2 separate regions of the Mus musculus genome follow, and region 1 is linked to region 2. The links are chromatin contacts, called in public promoter capture Hi-C maps. All regions are on one chromosome and are shown on one strand. Each heading gives the region's core, a stretch centred on a gene start, on an enhancer-like site or on the middle of the called end of the contact. The rest is flanking DNA. Distances are from core to core; before and after follow the strand shown.

Region 1 (5,213 bases), core at 596-3,095, 1.7 Mb after region 2:
TCCAGCAACCCCATGGTGGCTCACAACCATCTGTAATGGGATCTGATGCCCTTTTCAGGTGTTTCTGAAGACAGCCACAGTGTACTCATATACATTAAATAAATGGTTTTTTTTTTTAAATGATAGAAGGTGCAGGATGGGTAGATCTCTGTGAGCTGAATGAAGGCCAGCCTGGTCTACAGAGTGAGCTCCGGGATAGCCAGGGCTCTACAGAGACCCTGTTTTGAAAGATCTGCCTGCTTCTGCCTCTAGAGTGATGGGATTAAAGGCATGAGCCACCACCACAATAGCATAACTAAAGGTAAGGAAGTAAAACTTAAAGACAGCAGACCCTAAGGGATCACAGAGAGCCCTGAATGTATTCCCACAGGCCACAGATCTTCCTTGTGGAGTTTTGGAAGAGGGTGGAGCTTGGTAAGGCTTATAGTTTAGAGGACAGTTCATGACATGTGTTTAGGATAAACTAGGAGAATAGGTGAATGGCATATAGGAATCTGGCTGGGAAACCATTTAAGTGTTCGATTCATTGTTTTTGTTTTGGGCAGGGTTTGTATGCGTATGTGCAGGAACATGACAGAGGCCAGAGTAGAATGCCAGATATATGACAGAGTAAATGCTACTCTTTGTGCCTTACTGCTTTTGGTGCAAGGTCTCTCACTGAACTGGAATCTCACTATCTATGCTAAGGTAGCTCCAGGGATCCTGTCATGCCGGCTACCCAGTGCTGGGGTTAGAGACATGAGTAGCCAACCTCACCTTTTCTGTGGGTACTAATGATCTCAGGGCCCCATGCTTGCACCACAAGCACTCCTATCTACTATCTCCTCAGCTCCTCTAGTTTTAGATTTTCCTTTGGGGATCTTTCTCTCTTTCTTTCTTTCTTTCTTTCTTTCTTTCTTTCTTTCTTTTTTTGGTTTTTCCAGACAGGGTTTCTCTGCATAGCTCTGGCTGTCCTGGAACTCACTTTGTAGACCAGGCTGGCCTTGAACTCAGGAATCCGCCTGTCTCTGACTCCTGAGTGCTGGGATTAAAGGTGTGCGCCACCACGCCCGGCTTTTTTTTTTTTTTTAAGACATGGTCTTACTCTGCAATCCAGGCTGGCCTCAAACTCACTATGTAGCCCAGTCTGGTGTTGGAACACCTTTGGTCCAGAGCAACTGCACTAGCATACCCTATTAGGTTTATCTGTCTGGAAACAATATATATGATTATTTATATAGAGAGTCCAGATTCTTTACTGTATGAGGCACGCTGATATTATGTATTTTGCCATATTCTATTTCATTTCCAAGATGTTGGCTACAATCTATTACACAGATTTTGTGACATACCACTAAGTTCTTTACACTTGGTCTTAAACAGTTCGATGTCTTGGGGAAAGGGAAGCAGAGTTTAGCTTGGGATGTGCACTTTCAGGCTGAGTCTCAATAGCGGCAGTGCATTGAAGCCAACTAAGTACTACTGAAAATGCAGCTCTCCAGACATGTAGATGCATCTGTGCTCAGCACCTACGCGTATTCAGAAATATCTGTAACACTTCTGCCCAGAAAGCATATAAAAGTGAATGTATACTTACAGCGCTGACAACCACTAAGCTCAGGAGTTAAGTGACAGCCTGGGGAGGAGCCCAGGGAGGGGCAGAGAGCATAGCGTGTGGCACCTGCGGTTTCAGGCATGTCCTGGTGCCCAGGCCCCTCGCCTAGCAGAAACCAGAGCCACAGGGCCGTGACCGTGGCCGAGTAACTGACCGTGCGCGACTCCGTGGTCAGACCCAGGACTGCTGCGCGCACTAGCTACCCACAGCGCACCGCGGCGCGCACGCGTAGAGCGCCGTTCCCGGCGTGCAGCGTTGCGGCCCAGGCGGCCGTCTTAGTCTGCCCCGCAGGGCCGGTGGGGCACGAGCAGCGGGAACATGGCTCTAAAACGGATCCAGAAGGTAAGAGTGGCGGAAACGGGGTCCTCCCGCCCGTCCACTCTGCGGGCTGTCGCAGCGAATAGAACCCCGCGGCTGAGGTGCGGCAGGGCGCACTGACACTTGCCCCGCGCGAGTTCCGCCGCGGTCGGCGCAGACTTAGGAGGTGGCTGAGTGCCTCTGGCGGGCGACTCGCGGGGGCGGAGTCATGCGACCGGGTCACGTGCGCGCGCAGCTTTGGGCGGAGTTTAGGGAAGCAGAGGGGTGTCTCCCAGGGTGCCTAGCACGAGAGGCTGAGCTGCGGGAGAATTTCATCCCGTAGGTTTGTATTAGCCCATTAACCTAGAGCCTGGTAATTGCATCTCAGAAAAAGAAGCCACCAATCCACCCTTTACCATTTGTTAACGTTTTAGCCTATCCACTTTTCGTCCTTTTCCTAAAGAAAATTATTTTATATTTCTAAGTTGTTTTTTGTTCCGTTTTGGTTTGGTTTGGTTTGGTTTTTTGAGACACGGCCTCCTGGCAGACCCAGAACTCGCTATGTAGACAAGGCCAGCCTCAAACTCACAGAGATCCTCCTGCCTCTGGTTGCCGAGGGGCGTGCACCACCATACCCTGCATTATACTGTAATTTATGATCCATGTTTTCACATAGTATTAATAGTTGGAATTTTTTTAAAGATTTATTTATTTATTTATTTATTTATTTATTTATTATATGTAAGTACACTGTAGCTGTCCTCAGACACTCCAGAAGAGGGAGTCAGATCTCGTTACGGATGGTTGTGAGCCACCATGTGGTTGCTGGGATTTGAACTCCTGACCTTCGGAAGAGCAGTCGGGTGCTCTTACCCATTGAGCCATCTCACCAACCCTAGTTGGGATTTTCTATACTGCAAAATGGTATTTATAACCTCTTTTTTAAAGGATTTGGGGCCGGGCGTGGTGTTGCATACCTTTTATCCCAGCACTTGGGAGGCAGAGGCAGACGGAGTTCGAGGACAGCCTGATCTACAGAGGACAGCCAAGGCTATACAGAGAAACCCTGTCTCGAAAAACCAAAAAAAAAAAAAAGATTTGCTCACTTATATGTGGGTGTAAGGTGCCCTGTGTAGGTGCCAAGAATCATACTCAGGAGCTCTGGAAGAGCAGTTCATGCCCTTAACCACTGAGCCATCTCTCCAGCCCTATGACCCTAACTTTTAGCATTAGCATGATTCTTTCCACCAAGTGGATCCAGGTTATGTGTCTCAATTAGATTTCTGTCGCTGTGATAAACACCATAACCAGAAGCAGCTTGGGAGGAGAGGGAAGCCAAAGCAGAGACCTGGAGGCAGAAACTGAAGAAGAGGCCATGGAGCAGGGCTGCTTGCTGGTGTGTGCCAGTTTGCTTTATTCTATACCCCAGGACCATGTGCCAGTTAGGGCACCGTGCACAGTGGACTGGGCTCTTTCTTCTACATCAGTCAAGTAAATGTCTCAGACATTTGTCTACAGGACAGTCTGATGGAGGGATTTGCTGGGTTGAGGTTACCTCTTCCCAAATGACCCTCCAAGTCGATTGACCCCTTATCAACTTAATATACCAATAGATTGTTATTAAACCATAATCTTTTCTTTTTTTGTTTATCCCCAAGAGCTCATAATAATATCACAATACAAAATACATTGCAACTTTTAAATAATGTGCTTGGTTTTTCTTAAGTTCTTTTGTGTATTGGTGTTTCCTCTGCATGAATGACTGCATCGTATACATGCTTGGTACTCTGTGGAATCCAGAAGAGGGTGTCAGATCCTCTTGGACTAGACCTTCAGATGTTTGTGAGCTATCATGTAGGGGTTGGGAGCAAGTACTCTAGCCACTGGACCATCTCTTTGGTTTTCATTTCAACTTTGTAAAGTCCCAAAGTCATTAAAAAACTCAAGCACTTTAAAAGGTCAGTTTGGAGAGACGTCTCAACAGTTAAAAGCACTTACTGCTCTTACCAAGGACTTAGATTTGATTCCCAGCATCCACATAGGCCCTAGGCAGACAACCAAGAAGACAGAGCTGGTCATTTTAAAGTGTCCAAATCAAAGTGGTGGGATCCCTTGATAGGCTCAGAAGAGCATTGTTCATTAGGCTCCTCAGCTGGTTTTTTCCTGTTTGGCTCTAAAGCTTGGCTCCACAGTGGTGTTACCAGGATATGCTTCTAGGCAGTTTGATAGCTGTTGGCCTAGCTAGGCTCATAGTGTGAGATGCCTCTTAGTGTATTAGTCAGGGTTCTCTAAAGAAACAGAATCACTTCTGTTGGGAGATTATGCATCAAATTTATTAGAGTGGCTAGTGCAACAATGACTGTCTCTCTATGGAAAGTTGAAGGATTTGGTAGTAGTTTCAGTCACAGGCTGGATGTCTCTCCTGGTCTTCAGTGTTCTTAGAATTCCAAAGAAGCAGGTTCTAATACTAGCAAAGGATTGCAGCCTAGATGAACTTGCCAGCAAGTGTGAGAGTGAGGCCGGGCGTGGTAGCGCACGCCTTTAATCCCAGCACTGGGGAGGCGGCAGAGGCAGAGGCAGGCGGATTTCTGAGTTCCAGGACAGACAGGGCTATACAGAGAAACCCTGGGGTAAAAAAAAAAAAAAAAAAAAGAGTGAGAGTTAGCAGGCAAATAGCAATGGACCTTTTTCTATGTCCTTTTTTGTGGGCTGCCACCAGAAGGTGTGGCCCAGGTTTAGGGTGGGCCTTCCAACTTCAAATGATCCAATCAAGAAAATCTCTCACAGCTGCTTACATTTTAATTGACTCAAGATTTAGTCTAGTTGACAATCAAGATTGTCCATCACATTATAACCAGGCACTCCAAAAGGTCTCATTTTGACTTTCATTTGGTTCTTAGGTACAAACTGTTGCTCATCTCAAACGCTATATTTAGTGTGTGTGTGTGTGTGTGTGTGTGTGTGTGTGTGTGTGTGTGTGCACACGCCACATGTGTAAGATGCCTTTGGAGGCAAGAAGAGTGTGTTGGATCACCTGGAGCTTAAGTTAAGTGGTTGTGAGCCCCTTGAAGTGAGTGCTGGGAACAGAACTCTGTCTGCGGGAAGAGCAGCAAGTGCTTTTAACTGCTGAGTGTCTCTAGTCTGTCCAGGAACTCTTGGCCATCTTGAATCCACCTCTGTAAGTAGCCTCCTGCCTGGACTTCTTTCCAGCCACCTCCTAAGGGCTTCTGCCAGATTAATCAAGGCCAGAGGACCAGTGTGTACAGGCAGCTTCCAAGGCATAGAGCAACCTAACTCGTGTCTCATGTTCTAGGAACTGACT
Region 2 (5,734 bases), core at 388-2,887:
CCCCTACCTGTCGATGGGGTGGATTATGACGGGGATGGCCAGCAGTCCAAGTGTGGTGGTGGTCCATTTGCGGACAGTCGGGGGCCAGTGGGTCATAGTACCCAAGACATAGAGAGAGGCAGCACACAGACGGTTGATGGTGAAGCCTGGGATAGCCACAGAGGCCAGAGACTGCCACACAAAGGTGTCGACCACAGCCAGGGCCATTCTGGTGTTGCGGCCTGCTTCAGGGCTTGGCACCTGAAAGGTACAAAGACATTTAGCCCAGCTGGGGCAGAGGTAGGAAACCTATAGACAGAAGCATGCCGGTGGACCAAGGAGGAAGAACATGCGGAGGTAGTAGGGTAGAAGGCAGCTGGGTGGAGGACTGGGCTGTACTACATTCAGGGTTGGGGGTGATTTGCCCACATCCAGGAGAGGTACCAACTGTCACCTCCTACCCAAATGGTTTGGTCGGGTGGGGATGAACAATCCTACAAACAAGATTAGCTTATGGACTGCACTATGAGACGCTAACGGGGATAGGGCTGTCCCCACTGCAAGACTGCATACCACCCACACTAGGATGGGTTGGAAAGGGTTAATTAACACTCACCTCTCCTGCCTTCTTGCCTTTGTCTATGGCATCGGCCAGGACATAGGAGCTGGACACACCATAGCTCAACCACACCACAGCTGCAGGAACCAGCGAGCGGAAAGCCTCCCCCACCTCATTGGCGTAGCCTGGAGGGAAAAGGCATTTAACTCTCTGGCCCTTTCCACAAGGGGGCGCTACACAGAAAGCTGCTTCTAACCCTAACCTCTTAAACTACAGTGCGGCAGGTGACCTCAGTCAAGTAACTTTACCTTTTGGTTTCTAGGCCCGCGGACTGACACCGACAATGAAGTTCATGGCTCACTGATCAAAGTCCCCAGCCGTGGTTCTGGGGATCTGCACCAGGGAGGCGACCGGAGGCCACCGAATCACTGAGGGTGGGCTCCACTGACCAGTATCAAGTGCCAGGTCTTTTAAGGCCTTACCTCAGCCCGCTCTTACAGTCAGCACCCGACAGGAGTGCCTCGCATTCAGCCCTTTTTACAGAAGAGAAAACTGAAGCTTAGGAAGAGCCTGGGAAAGGCAGACTTGCTAGGAGTCCAGATCCTCTGACGCCATGGCTAGTGCACGGTCATGGCAGAGGGCAACCCACACACTCGGTTTGTGCCTCCAGAAGAGCCCCGTGGACAGATCTGAACCAACAGGGTTGTGTGACCTTGGACAAGTCCCTAGCCTTCTCCTGAGCCCTGTCTCCAGGCCAAGCCGAATAAGAACTAAGCCCCTTTTCAGACTCCAGATCGGCAACCCGGTCCATTGCTTCCCCCCCCCCCCCGCCCCCAGCCCCTCCGGAGTGGTGGGGTCGCTGCGTCTGTCACTCCCACGCTCACCCAGGTAGCGCACCCACGTGTCCCGGTAGAGGTCGCGCTCGGCGCCCTGCCGCTGCTGCTCCGACATGACTTCCCCGGCAAGGTTGGAGTCGCTGCAGATTAGAGTCTCACCACAACTGTGTCTCCACTAGCACTTGGCTAACACCAGGCAAGAACCCGCCAGTAGTCCGAGGCTGAAGGACGGGTCCCGCTATCGCTAACGCCACTGCAGGGAGTGTCTGAAAATTGCCTTATACAACATCCAAGCCCCTCTCCTAGGCTTGGGTTTTGCAGACAGATGGTCTTGTTTTCTCTGAGCAGTTAATGCAAAACTCTCCCAGACATGACTAGTTTTTGGAGTTAAATAGGTCAGAGTTCCAATCGGAGAATGGAATCTTCTTAGGTGTGCGGCTTCTAGGAAAGGTGTATTTCTCTGAGCCGCGGTTCGTGTGTAAATGGGAGGCGTGCCAACATTCACTGCCTTAGACAGTCGCAAGGACTAATTAATTATAACAGTCATCATGTGTCCAGTAGACTCAAGTTTGCTTCCTTAAGCTCTGGCACTAGCGTAGGGTCCTACTTTACAGTAGGGAAATAGAGACACAAAGAGGACAGCCACTCTCCTGACTCATGCAACTGTTAAAATGGAAAAGGGAGCTAGGGAGTTATTACAAGGGGCAAAAGCACTCTGAATCCTCTGGGATTTCAGAGGGGCAATGCTATGGCCCCTAGAGACAAATCCTACTTGGGCCGCCTAGTAGATGTAAGCCACTTACACACACACACACACACACACCGCCCCTCCCCCCACTCCCCACCCCGGTCCCAACGACCACGTCTGTAAAGCAAAATGGGTGAGAATGGAGAGATGGCTCAGTGGTTAAGAGCGCTTACAGCTCTTCCAGAGGGCCGGAGTTCCAGTCCCAGCATCTACACGGGTGTCTCACAGCCATCTGTAACTCCATCTCGGGGGAATCTGACACTTCTGGTTTCCACAGGCAGCACCCACCTCCCCCAAACACACACACCTATACATTCACACATGAGACACACAGATAAATTCAAATAAATATGGCCTTAAATCTCTTATAAGCCAGGCATGGTGTTGCATGCTTTCATCTCAGAATGTAGGAGGCAGAAACAGGTAGTATTATGTGCGTTCGAGACCAGCCCTGTCTACACAGGGAGTTTCAGGCCTGGTTGGAGGCTACACAGTACAAAAAATATCCAGCTAGGTAAGAACAGGGTCTTATCTAGCTTTGCACAGTTCTTTTAGCTTTTTTAGATCCGAAAGGTGTATACCGACTCCCTTCGGAAGCCAGTGTTTTCAGCCCGTGTCTTCTTGAAACTTGTGGGTCACCGGGGACTGAGCCCGGCGCGGGTGGGAAGGTAGAGTGCTGGAGCGGAATTAGGAGACGGTCCCTAAAGCCACGTGACGCTAACCCTCGGCCTCCCTCCCATTTAGTACCCGCTGCGCCGGTCACCGCGGGAGAACCGCCCAACCCGTCTGGAACCACCGAATGGGGCGGGGCCTCCGCCCTCACCGTGAAGGCTCTCGGGAGCATCCGAATGCCTTGAACAAAGATGGCGGACGACGCTCACCGGCTGAACCAATCGGAAGGCAACTTGTTAGGACTTCGGAGAACGTTGTCGCGAGAGGAGAGGAAAGGGACGTTACTGTCTCTCTGTGCGTGCCTGTGTCCGAGTGTCGTGAGAGTAGAGGGGAAAGGAACAGAACATGTGTGTGTGTGTGTGTAATTTTAGCCTGCTACTTGGCATCTGAAAATTTGGGGTCTAATGTAAGAGACCGCTAGGAAGCCGGCGATGGGCAATGAATTCTGCTCTTTGCTTTGAAAATTGATCACTTTATTCATTGGTTAATGTACCTAACAGCATTGTAAACCAAGGCCAGGCTGTGCCCCTGAGATGTGTGACTAGATCCTGGGTAGCCTCGGCCCTCTCTGCTTGCCATCCCTGCACCTGCCCAGAGCTCCCTCCGCTTCCTGAGACGAGGCTGGGCCAACGCCTCGTTCAGAGGAAAAGGCAGACCCCGCAAGGGCCTGGGGCATCCTTCCTGAATTCTGGGCAGCCTGTAACCTGGCTCTCAAGTTGTGTGGGGTCAAGAGCTTTTTATTGCAAGGTCACCTGTGCCTGGCCCCCCTCTTTACCCTGGCTCAAATGTTTGCCCAGCTATGGCTACCTTCCCGGGAAACCGCCCACCCTGGCTACCTGCATCCCCAGGCAAGAGGAAGCCACTGCTGCTATTACACGCCTCCACAGAGAAGGGCCCACCAAGCCCTTGCTCCTGTCAGGAGACTGGTTCTCAGGCACTGTGGGAGACTGGACTGGGAAGTGCACTCAGTGCTGTCTCAGCCCCAATTGTCATCTTTGTGTAGGGCTGCTCAAGCGGAGGGTTACTTAGTGAGAGGCTTGGGGCCCACCCACCGCCTCCTTGGTCCTTTCCTATCTATGATCCCTGAAATTAATTACCCTTGTGCTTGTGGAGGGTTTAAACAGGCAGCCAGTGGAACCCAGGAGTTAATGAGGTTCTGGGGGGGGGGGCTGTTAGCCTTCCTTCCAGTGCTGACTTGGGTTACTCCTGAGATTGGGGGGGGGGGGGGACGAGAGACTCAAGGCTTATGACAAAAAGTTTCAAAGAGCTTTGGATACCCATCACATCTAGTGGCCTGCTACCTTGCAACCATCATTACAATCATGGAGGTTTGGTCCATGTTCATTTAGGAGCAAGTTTCTCCCCAGCAGCTGGCTTCCCTGAGTATGACATCCAATCGCTTCACTTCTTTCTAAGTTCTTCCCTGCCACCATCCTGTGTACCCTTCCCTCCCTGTCTCAGCTGTTCCTGGGCAGGTGAAGTTGGCAAAGTCTACAGGGTAGACATCATTACAGCCGGTCCCTGGAGACCCCTTAGTATTCTGACGACGAGGACCCATCTAGCTATTTATCCTCATTCTGATTCTGAACAGGAGCTCCGTCCAGTCTGAAGTCTTCCCTCCAGCCCAGTTTCTTTGGGCTAATTGGTTGCAGGAAAATGACTAAAGAAACTGACAGGAAGACATTGGGGGGGCCAGGCCTGCTGCAGGGGCGAGGTGTTATTTGGGGGTGTCTGCCCCCTGCTGGTTCATCTTCTCTTCGGCTGCTTTGTCTGGAAGCAGGACCTCCACGGTGAAACTGACTTTCTTGGCATGGATGAAGCTGTAGGTGTTGTCGAACCGCAGAACATCTGAGGAAGCAGAAAACCAAGCATTCAGGCAGTTCCCCCCAGAGGTAGAGGGTGGTGAAGGGACTGGTTTGTACTGACTGAGCAAGGTGGTGTGGTAGGAGATGGAGGCGAAAGTGGTGTAACAGCCCTTGGTCCCCTGGAACTCAGTCTGGATGAGTGTGTTCAGAAAGTGAAAACTGGTGTGAAAATGCAGAACAGGCCAAGTGAGACGCGGGACAGAGACTCACATCTGTAACAGCTTGGAAGGAAAAGGTCTCCAAGGCCAAAGTCATGGCTTTGTTACACAGGCAGAATAATGTTGGCAGCCTCAGTGCTTGTGAGGATACAGTCTATGTGTGAAACCATGGGTTTGTAGTCTATATGTGTGATCCCGTTCTTCCTCACAACTCTGAAGTCAGCAACAGTCCGACTTTAGCTCAGCTCCAAGGGTTCTAGGGCACACGGTGAGCCACAGTGGGGTTGGGCTTCCTTCTGGTTTGCATTCCTGACTGTAGTACTGTCTCGTTTGGACCCTGGGAACCCCAGCCCGTTCTGCTTCCCTGCAGACTGTATGAATCAGCTGCTTACCCTCTGGGAAGATTGACGGGACCAGGATGCTCGCTGCACGCCTGCCCATAATGACAAAAGGATGGGCTGGTCACAGAAGGAAAATTGCCCAAGGGATTTGTGCTGTAATCCATATAGGGAAACACTTTTCTGACATAAAAAGAAAGAGCTTTAGCTGGGCATGGTGGTACCCCTGTAATCCCAACACAGGAAGGTAAGGGTCAGAAGTTCAAGGGCAGCCTGTACTATATATACACTGTTTGAGTCCAGACTGGCCATATAGACAAAGGACAGGGTGTTGGGAGGAATGTCTAAGATACATGCAGAGGCTATGATAAGTGTAGAACAATTTGTAACATTTTTGTTAATTTCTGTGTAAAACCAAAACGTTTTGGCCTTTTTGTTTGTCTACACTCAGAGATCTCTGATCCTAGCACCCAGGAGTAACTCCACAGCCCTTTTGAAGGGAAGGTTTTCTCACATCCTGTGGTGAATGTGTCTGAGCAAGCACTTGCCAGGCTTGTTATGGAAATGTGTCTCTGAAGG

The links. Promoter capture Hi-C pulls out the DNA fragments that hold promoters and counts their contacts.
Region 1: a contact with region 2 is called in a promoter capture Hi-C map of liver, with 5 times the contacts expected there. The contact joins the promoter of Ube2d-ps here to the promoter of Mtfp1 in region 2. A contact is called at or near these places in 2 of 39 promoter capture datasets (both in liver) and 1 of 115 datasets of contacts at active chromatin or transcription factors (astrocytes).

What each region holds. Positions count from the first base shown.
Region 1 is chr11:5,760,305-5,765,517 of GRCm38.p6, forward strand. It overlaps Ube2d-ps (ubiquitin-conjugating enzyme E2D, pseudogene), which reads left to right and starts at 1,846. Exons shown (of 7, transcript NR_015577.1): 1 at 1,846-1,936; 2 at 5,205-5,213. It also overlaps a transcript of Urgcp not described here.
Region 2 is chr11:4,093,794-4,099,527 of GRCm38.p6, forward strand. It overlaps Mtfp1 (mitochondrial fission process 1), which reads right to left and starts at 1,638. Exons shown (of 4, transcript NM_026443.4): 1 at 1,423-1,638; 2 at 596-723; 3 at 8-240. The coding sequence starts at 1,489. It overlaps Gm51935 (a long non-coding RNA gene), which reads left to right. Exons shown (of 3, transcript XR_003949843.1): 3 at 861-949. It overlaps Sec14l2 (SEC14-like lipid binding 2), which reads right to left. Exons shown (of 12, transcript NM_144520.2): 12 at 3,246-4,642. The coding sequence ends at 4,512.